2 separate regions of the Mus musculus genome follow, and region 2 is linked to region 1. A link is a contact called in public HiChIP or PLAC-seq data. All regions are on one chromosome and are shown on one strand. Each heading gives the region's core, a stretch centred on a gene start, on an enhancer-like site or on the middle of the called end of the contact. The rest is flanking DNA. Distances are from core to core; before and after follow the strand shown.

Evidence for each region. HiChIP or PLAC-seq counts read pairs in DNA pulled down with a chosen protein or histone mark.
Region 2: a contact with region 1 is called in an H3K4me3 HiChIP or PLAC-seq map of bone marrow-derived macrophages, with 4 times the contacts expected there. The contact joins the enhancer-like site here to the promoter of Dock11 in region 1. A contact is called at or near these places in 10 of 39 promoter capture datasets (the C10 cell line, the HPC-7 cell line, cranial neural crest and 7 more), 10 of 484 Hi-C or Micro-C datasets (LSK cells, the STO cell line, Sertoli cells and 7 more), 13 of 115 datasets of contacts at active chromatin or transcription factors (the 230-238 cell line, the NIH/3T3 cell line, bone marrow-derived dendritic cells and 8 more) and 4 of 9 other capture datasets (adipose tissue, liver, macrophages and 1 more).

The regions. Positions count from the first base shown.
Region 1 is chrX:35,886,994-35,890,587 of GRCm38.p6, forward strand. Dock11 (dedicator of cytokinesis 11) reads left to right here and starts at 1,839. Exons shown (of 53, transcript NM_001009947.3): 1 at 1,839-2,039. The coding sequence starts at 1,938.
Region 2 is chrX:35,951,037-35,954,630 of GRCm38.p6, forward strand. The region is part of intron 6 of Dock11 (dedicator of cytokinesis 11); the gene reads left to right. Among named protein-coding and RNA genes, the nearest start is that of Dock11, 64 kb to the left of the region's middle. Within about 2 kb of position 1,850, at least 11 of the 459 cell types and tissues checked have an H3K27ac peak or open chromatin away from gene starts, as enhancers often do. A contact at or near this core is called in the HPC-7 cell line and bone marrow-derived macrophages, where this site is marked.

The DNA.
Region 1 (3,594 bases), core at 589-3,088:
GTCGTTGTGAGCCACAATACAGGTGCTGGGAACTGAACCCATGGCTTCTGCAAGAGCAATGAGTGCTCTTGACCTCTAAGCCATCTCTTTATTCTCAGAGGGGACTGGACTCTGCTCCATGATCTGAACATTGAACCTATAGACTGGGAAATAAACACCTTCTCTTTCTGTCAAGGTGGAGAACTTACCCAGGAGTCCTCTTGGTCTGCTGTCTTACACCTATTGCCCCAAACTGAGTAGGATTCTATGCCATCGTACAGTAGAGAGTTGAACATGGGTTAATATTCACCAATTATGATTCATCAGTACCTAGAGCACTACCTTTCTTTCCTAAGCCCTGTGCCTCTGCCTTGTACCTGAAGCAGTGAATCTGGAGTTAGCAAGGGAAAACATGCTAGAGTATTCTGGAGGTCAACAACTAGGAGCCAGACACACAAATATTCACCATTCATTGAACACATAGCATGAATTTGTGCTGATCCACCTGCAGGTAACAGTTTCCACCCCGACCCCCAACACACACACACACACACACACACACACACACACACACACACAGAGTGAGGTCAACATGCAGGATAATGCCTGTCCCTTAGAGCCCTTCCATGTCCCAGGTCCTGGAGGAACCCTCCATCTGTGCCTTATCAGGATCAATGAGAAGGTGGCCAAATGGGCTTGCTGCTAGGAGACTTGGTCTTTTCTGGGTTCCTGGAGTCCATTCCCATGCTCTTGTTTCCATAACAAAGTCCTTGTGTAGGTGTGTGACTGTGTGCTCTTTGAAGGCCTGAGAAGTGTGGAAAGTGCCATTTGGGCACCGGTAGAAATCCTCAAAAAGGATTAGACCCCTGGTGATGGGCCATTTCAAACTTAAAACAAAACAAAAAAAAATGAAGTGGGGCCTTTCATTTCAGAATTAAGGCCTTGTTTGTGTCTAAGCATGCATGCTTTACACCTAGTCAGATGTTCTGGGGAAATTAAGGAAAGGGTGAGATGGTTGCAGAGCACAGGTAAAAGCTAGAGGATTGATAGGTCCTCCAAAAGCCTTCCCAGTGAGCACTAGGGCCACTCCTTCTGGAATCACTGCAGAACCACACAATTCATCAAAGGCTCTGGGGTCTCTCACCACCCAGCTATCCCTGCCTGGGTAAGACTCACTTCTAGAAGCCTGTCCCCTGGTTGCCCTATGAAGTGGATGCCTGGGTGGGGAAATGAAGGGGGTTGGGTACAGACCCAGACAAGTCTTTCCTGCAGCAAACCCGCTCTTCCTTCCTTTGACATAGGGCAGACCCAACCAGGCTGAGTACACAATAGGAGCATGCTGCTTCCATGTTGTTTCCCAGCCTCTAGCCGCCTGGGACCCAGGGGCTTGCAGGTTGGGGGCAAGTGAGATTTTTCCCACCGCCTCACTGCTCCTGAAGTCTTAAGGGAGGCAGAGGTCTCTGGAGGCCCCAGCACACCCTAGTCTTGGAGACATTTCATCACCCACCTCTGACCCCCTCCCGCGCCATACACTCGGAAAAAGAAGCAGCCTCATCTCGCCTCCCGGATGCGGCTGCACCAGCAACATCAGCTGCGGGCGGAGCCCGGGTGCTTGCCACTTCCCCCTCTTCCCGCGTGACCCTCGCCCCCACCTCCAGCACTCCCTCCCCCTCCAGGAGACACACCCTCCTTCTTAGGCCACTCAGGTCGGGGCCCTTGGTGAGAGGGAGCAGCCGCCGCCGCCCGGCAGGACCCAGAGCCTGCAAAAGCTAGAGCAAAAAGGAGGGAAAGAGGGAGGAGCGGCGCGCGGGAGGAGGAGCCGCGGGAGCTGGGCGCGGGGCGGCGAGCTGAGATGTGGCCGGCCCGTCGGCGTGTAAACACAGGCAGCAGCAGCAGCAGCGGCCGCCCGGGCCCGGGGCACTGAGCGCTCCCGCCGAGACCTGCCCGCCACCTCTGCCATGGCCGAAGTGCGCAAATTCACCAAGCGGCTGAGCAAGCCAGGCACGGCAGCCGAGCTCCGCCAGAGCGTGTCGGAGGCCGTGCGGGGCTCCGTGGTGCTGGTGAGTGGTCGAGCGACGGGGAGTCCCGGGGGGGGGGGGGTTCGCTCACACCGGGAGCAGCGCGGTGGCTTCCCGCGCGCGCGCTGGAGACCACGGGCAGGATGGGCGCAGCTGCGGTCGAGCGCTAGGAGCTCTCTTTTTCCTCTGTTCTACTTAAGTTTTCGCTCTGGCAACCGGCTGCCTGGGGGTGGGAGTCTCAGGCGCCACGGGACAGCGCTCTGGCTACCCCACCAGCTTGCGCTGGGCTGGAAGCTGAATGGCACAGCGGGTTTCACAGAGCTGCGGCCGGAGAGTGGGTCTCCACCCCAGCGGGGGCGGCTGAAAGCTTCAGATCGCACCTCCCGCTCCCCCGGACCCCCGCACAAAGAGCTGGAGATTAGGGCACGAGGAGATCCGGATCCCTTTAAGAGGGCACCTGGGGCAGCCTAGGCGGAAGGATGCGATGAGCACAGATATACTTGAGTGCGGATACACATCGGGTACACGCGCGCACACACACACACTCACTTACACACACAAAAAACCCCACCCAAAAGCCCAGGGCGCCCAAGCTCTGGCGGGCGATGTGGACAGAGGAAGCATAGCGACTTCCTCCTGCTACTGGGGAGAGGGAGGGTGGTGATGGGTGTTGAGGGGTACTGCCAACTAAGACAGAGGGAGAGGATTGGAAACAACGGGGGTGGGTCTGCGCCTGAGTGGGTTTTGAGTCTGTATCCTCTGGGAGAGGATGGTTCTTAAGACTTGTGAGCGATTGGAGGCAAGAGGATGTGGGAAGGACTGGATGTTGCTGTGTAAGGATGAAGACCCTAGAACCAGACGCCTACGTAGACTATTGGGGATGTCTTGGCGGCGGGTAGAGCTGGGGGATGGGGATTGGAGAGTGTTCTGACACCCCCCTCGGGGAACCACCCCTCCCCCGCACGCCAGCGCACCCTCATCAGTCCTGTTCAGATGGTCTAAATCTGGAGGGAAGCCTTGGATGGTAAGGGGCACTTGCTCCTTTGCTTTTAAAGGCTCCCATTGCCAATTTTTTGGACTAGGGACCAAACCTTAAATAAGCAGTGGGACTAAATCATTAGCGTGCTTTTTTGTTACTTTGTTTTGCAGGAGATTTGCTGGCTTTTGTCTCTTTCCACTCCTATATTATTTCATGTCATTCGCTGTGTTTAAATCTCCGCACTTAAGAGAGAGCTTTTTGTTAGCACAACTTATCCTGGGAAGGGAACCTCGCAGCTTTTCCCTGTAATTTTTATGTTGATCTTGTAGAATCGGCAATAAAACCAACATTAAAGCAAGGCAAGGGGCCTGATCCTAACAGTGGGGAAAGTTGACATTAGTGGGAATTCTGGAAGAGGATCAAAGGTAAAATATGTACCTTTGAGATAAAAATCGGATTTCTAATAGCTGCAACTGTGCAGAGCCAAGGGACTTTAAAGAAATGTCTTTATCATGGCTGGACCCTTGAAGTTTAATCCTGCTGCTTGGTGAGGCTAAACCCAGACCTTTAATGTTGTCTTAATGGATTTGGCTTATTGTATATTTCACCCAGATTTGG
Region 2 (3,594 bases), core at 600-3,099, 64 kb after region 1:
CTGACCCCCAGAGAATCTTCTTTTATCAGAAAATCCATGTTTTGAGAGTCCTTGCTCAGTCCCAGCAAGCCAGGAAACTGCTGCAGAAGGGCCTAGGTATTCATCATCACTCATGACAAATAACAGCCCACGGAAGCCACGCTTCTGTCTTTGTGTTCTATCTGAGTCTCCGTGATGGGCTGGGGCCTCACACCAGCCTGCGTAGCCCCTTGAGGCTGGCGATTGTGCTTCTTCTGGAAAGTTATGTATTCAAAAGTTTTCAAATTCATTTTAAACCATACAAACAAAAAATTCTGAATCTTAAAAAATATTCTGCTTGAATAGCTGGGCCTGGTGGCACAGGCCTATAATCCCAGCACTTGTAAGATGGCTGCAGGTGGACAGATCTCGAGGCCAGACTGGAATATAAAGGGAAATGATGTTTCATACAATCAAATCAGGAGCAGTGCTATGTAGAATCAGTTCTTTAGGATGTTTGTAATTATACACAACAACTTCTGCTTTTTTCCTGAGACAGGATTTCTCAGTGTAGTCCTGTAACTCACACTGTATGTCCGGCTGGCTTCAAACTCAGAGATCCACTTGTCTCTTTGTCCCAAGCCCTAGGATAAAAGATCTTCTAAGACCTTTGAGCTGTCACAAATAAGAGAATCATGAATGAAGGTATAAGAGGAAAATGCGAAAAGGTCAGAAGATACCCAGCATAGTTCAGTTGATTTACAAAAGGAATCAGAAAACTAGTTATTTTTGTGATCATTTGAGAAAGCAACCATGCAGCCTTATGCAATATCAACAACGCAGCCAATGCAAATTATGCCTGGACTACTTTCAAAAATTAAACCTCCTGTTGTAACTGCCAGAACTCTGTCACATCGTTTAAGTTGATTGTGATGGACCCTACAGAAAAGAAGGGCTGGCACATAGACTTTGCTGAGTTCTTAATGCTGGAATAAAAATTATTTTTTCCCCAGTGTATTGTTCCCCCGCACCAGCCCAGAACAGTTAAGTTTAGTCAATACCATTCACTGCAATTGTCATTATCTTCCCCAAAGTGCTTTCTGGGTAACCTCATTATCTGCCAACAAAGTATCACGGAGACATACAGGCAGTGAAAGAGCTGCTAATGATGTATCTAGCTTCACAGTGAGACACAGTCACTCTACAGAGTCACAGTGCCCAAGCATTTCCTCTCCTTAAGGAGGATGCTGGCCTCACACAGCTCTTGCAAAGGCAAAGGCGCTGATTGTTGTCTGGAGACAGTGAATTTTTTTTTAAATTTCCAGCACTTGTAAATTGCCTTGTTGTGAGCAGTCATGTTAAGACAGGACACGCTTTATTACAGTGAGCAATTTCCTCAGTTTGTGCTTTCTAGCTAGTGAGAAACCACCCCATTTCAATTCCTGGAAAAGAACTGGAGAGAAGCTGAAGATAATCATAGAGAATCTATGATCACTTAGGCAGAAACTGCAGTCCCAAGAGAAGCCTATTTGGTTGGATTATCTTTCTTAAGTAGCTGCTAGAGACATCTGCTTTATTCAACTTGTTCCCTATCACTGAGTAAAATTAATGTGGACTAGATAGCTGCGCTATCGGGCATGGCCTTCCCCTGGTATTTAGAACTATTTTTCCTAAGAAGCATAATGATATATGGAATAAGGAAAAAATTTGATCTTGAGGGTGGTTTTTAGTTTAAAAGAGTTGCATATTCTTGGCTAAGCCTTGGGACACCCACCTTTGTGCATTTTCTTGGCTCAGTTTTGATCACATTCCTTAGGCTTTCTACTCCCCATTCTCAGCAATTAAATGTTGAAGTGCCTTGCTGTGTTATCGGGGTTGCAAGTTCAACTGTCTGATGTATGACTCACTTCGGGTGCCCTTCCTTTTTTTTTTTTTTTTCCCTACAAAAGAGAGCCATTTGTTATACATCCAGAGCCCAGAAGTCTTTATTACTCTTTGACTGCTGAAGGATAATTCTCTTCTTGCTAGGGAGAAAGCAGCAAATCAAAAGAGGATTTCATCCAAGAAAGCACATCCAATATGAAAGTAATTGCTAGGAGTTCAAGGTCACTGTGTGTATTGGAACAAAAGAGGGATAAGATCTATTACTTTGATTTGCTACTCCATTTGAATGCTCCAATTTACTAGACTGCACCTTACAGTAAACAAAATGGATTAATACTTGTTTATCATAGGCAGGGGGTTTCTGACTAATTTGCTTTTCTGTTTAATTTCTACTCATTTGCTGACTACTGCTCAAATTCCACTTATTTGATGCTTCCTGTATGCCAGACACTCTTAGGAATCATCAAATTCATCACCATATATACAAGGACTACTTTATTATACATCCTGGAAGATAGAAGCATCACATGTGACCCTTAAGGCTAAGGACCTCGTTGGAGATGTGAGACACAGCATAAAAATAGTTTTTTAATGGGTGCCCCAATACCAACTCCATGAGCATGGGGTCTGATAAAACCAAGCCTTGAAGGAAGGGAGTCCCTAAGGAGAGTAAGTGTGGGTATGGTATATAAAAATCATGTGCTAGATGAGCACTGGTAGCCATGCTAGGTTAAGTTGATTGATTCCTGAGTATCCTCCTATGCGCCAGTTTCTCTTTTGCTGATGTGGAGATAAAGATAGTGATGAGCACATAGCACTGTGTGAGTGGACATGAGCAGATCACTCAGAGACACTAAGGCAGGAAAGCATGCCAGTCATTGTTATTTTATAGTACGAGGATTATAAGAGGCCAGGATCTGACATGTGAGCCTGATCATGCCAGAAACATGGCACCATCAAAAAAAAAAAAAAGTTGGGTTTGTAGGCTCTTGCCTGTAGGCCAGTACTTGGGAACCTTAGAGCAGGAATATCACCGTGAGATTGAGGCTAGTCTAGGCTGTAGAGGGAGAGTCTGTCTCCAAGGAAGAAAAGGAAGGAAGGAAGGAAGGAAGGAAAGAAGGAAGGGAGGGAGGGAGGGAGGGAGGGAGGGAGGGAGGGAGGGAGGGAGGGAGGGAGGAAAGGAGAAGGAGGAAGAAACAGGAGGCGAGGATAGCAAGAAGTTGAGCAAGACCACCATTGAAATAAGTATGAGAAAATAATGTGTCCACAATGACAAGGGAGGATTGTAGCTGCCTTCTTTCATGGTTTGCTTCAGATTCATCTTAAAAATCTCCAGTGCTCAGCTATGATAGAATTATTCAGGAAAAGAGAAAAAATTACTTTATTTTGAACCCAGTTTCCCATAGCGTAGAATTATGAAATCTATTAAAATGGGACAGGAGTGTATGATGATACGGAAAGAGATGAGTTATAGGGTGCCAGCTTTCTGGAAGGGGGTCTCCAGAAAGACAATGCTTTTGCCATCCTAGTTTAACTAAGTGTCAGTTAGTTTTCTCATAATGTTTTGGGGTTTTCTTCTTTACTGTTCCTTCTATCTTTGCATCCTTACACCATTATACTTGTGAGACTTACCGTGACTCATGCTCCCCCCTTTTCCTTGGAGACAAGAGTTGCACAATGCAACCCCAGACTGGTCCTTAACTTGTAATCCTTTCACTTGTGTCTCACCAGTACTAGGGTCCTGCTTTCTCC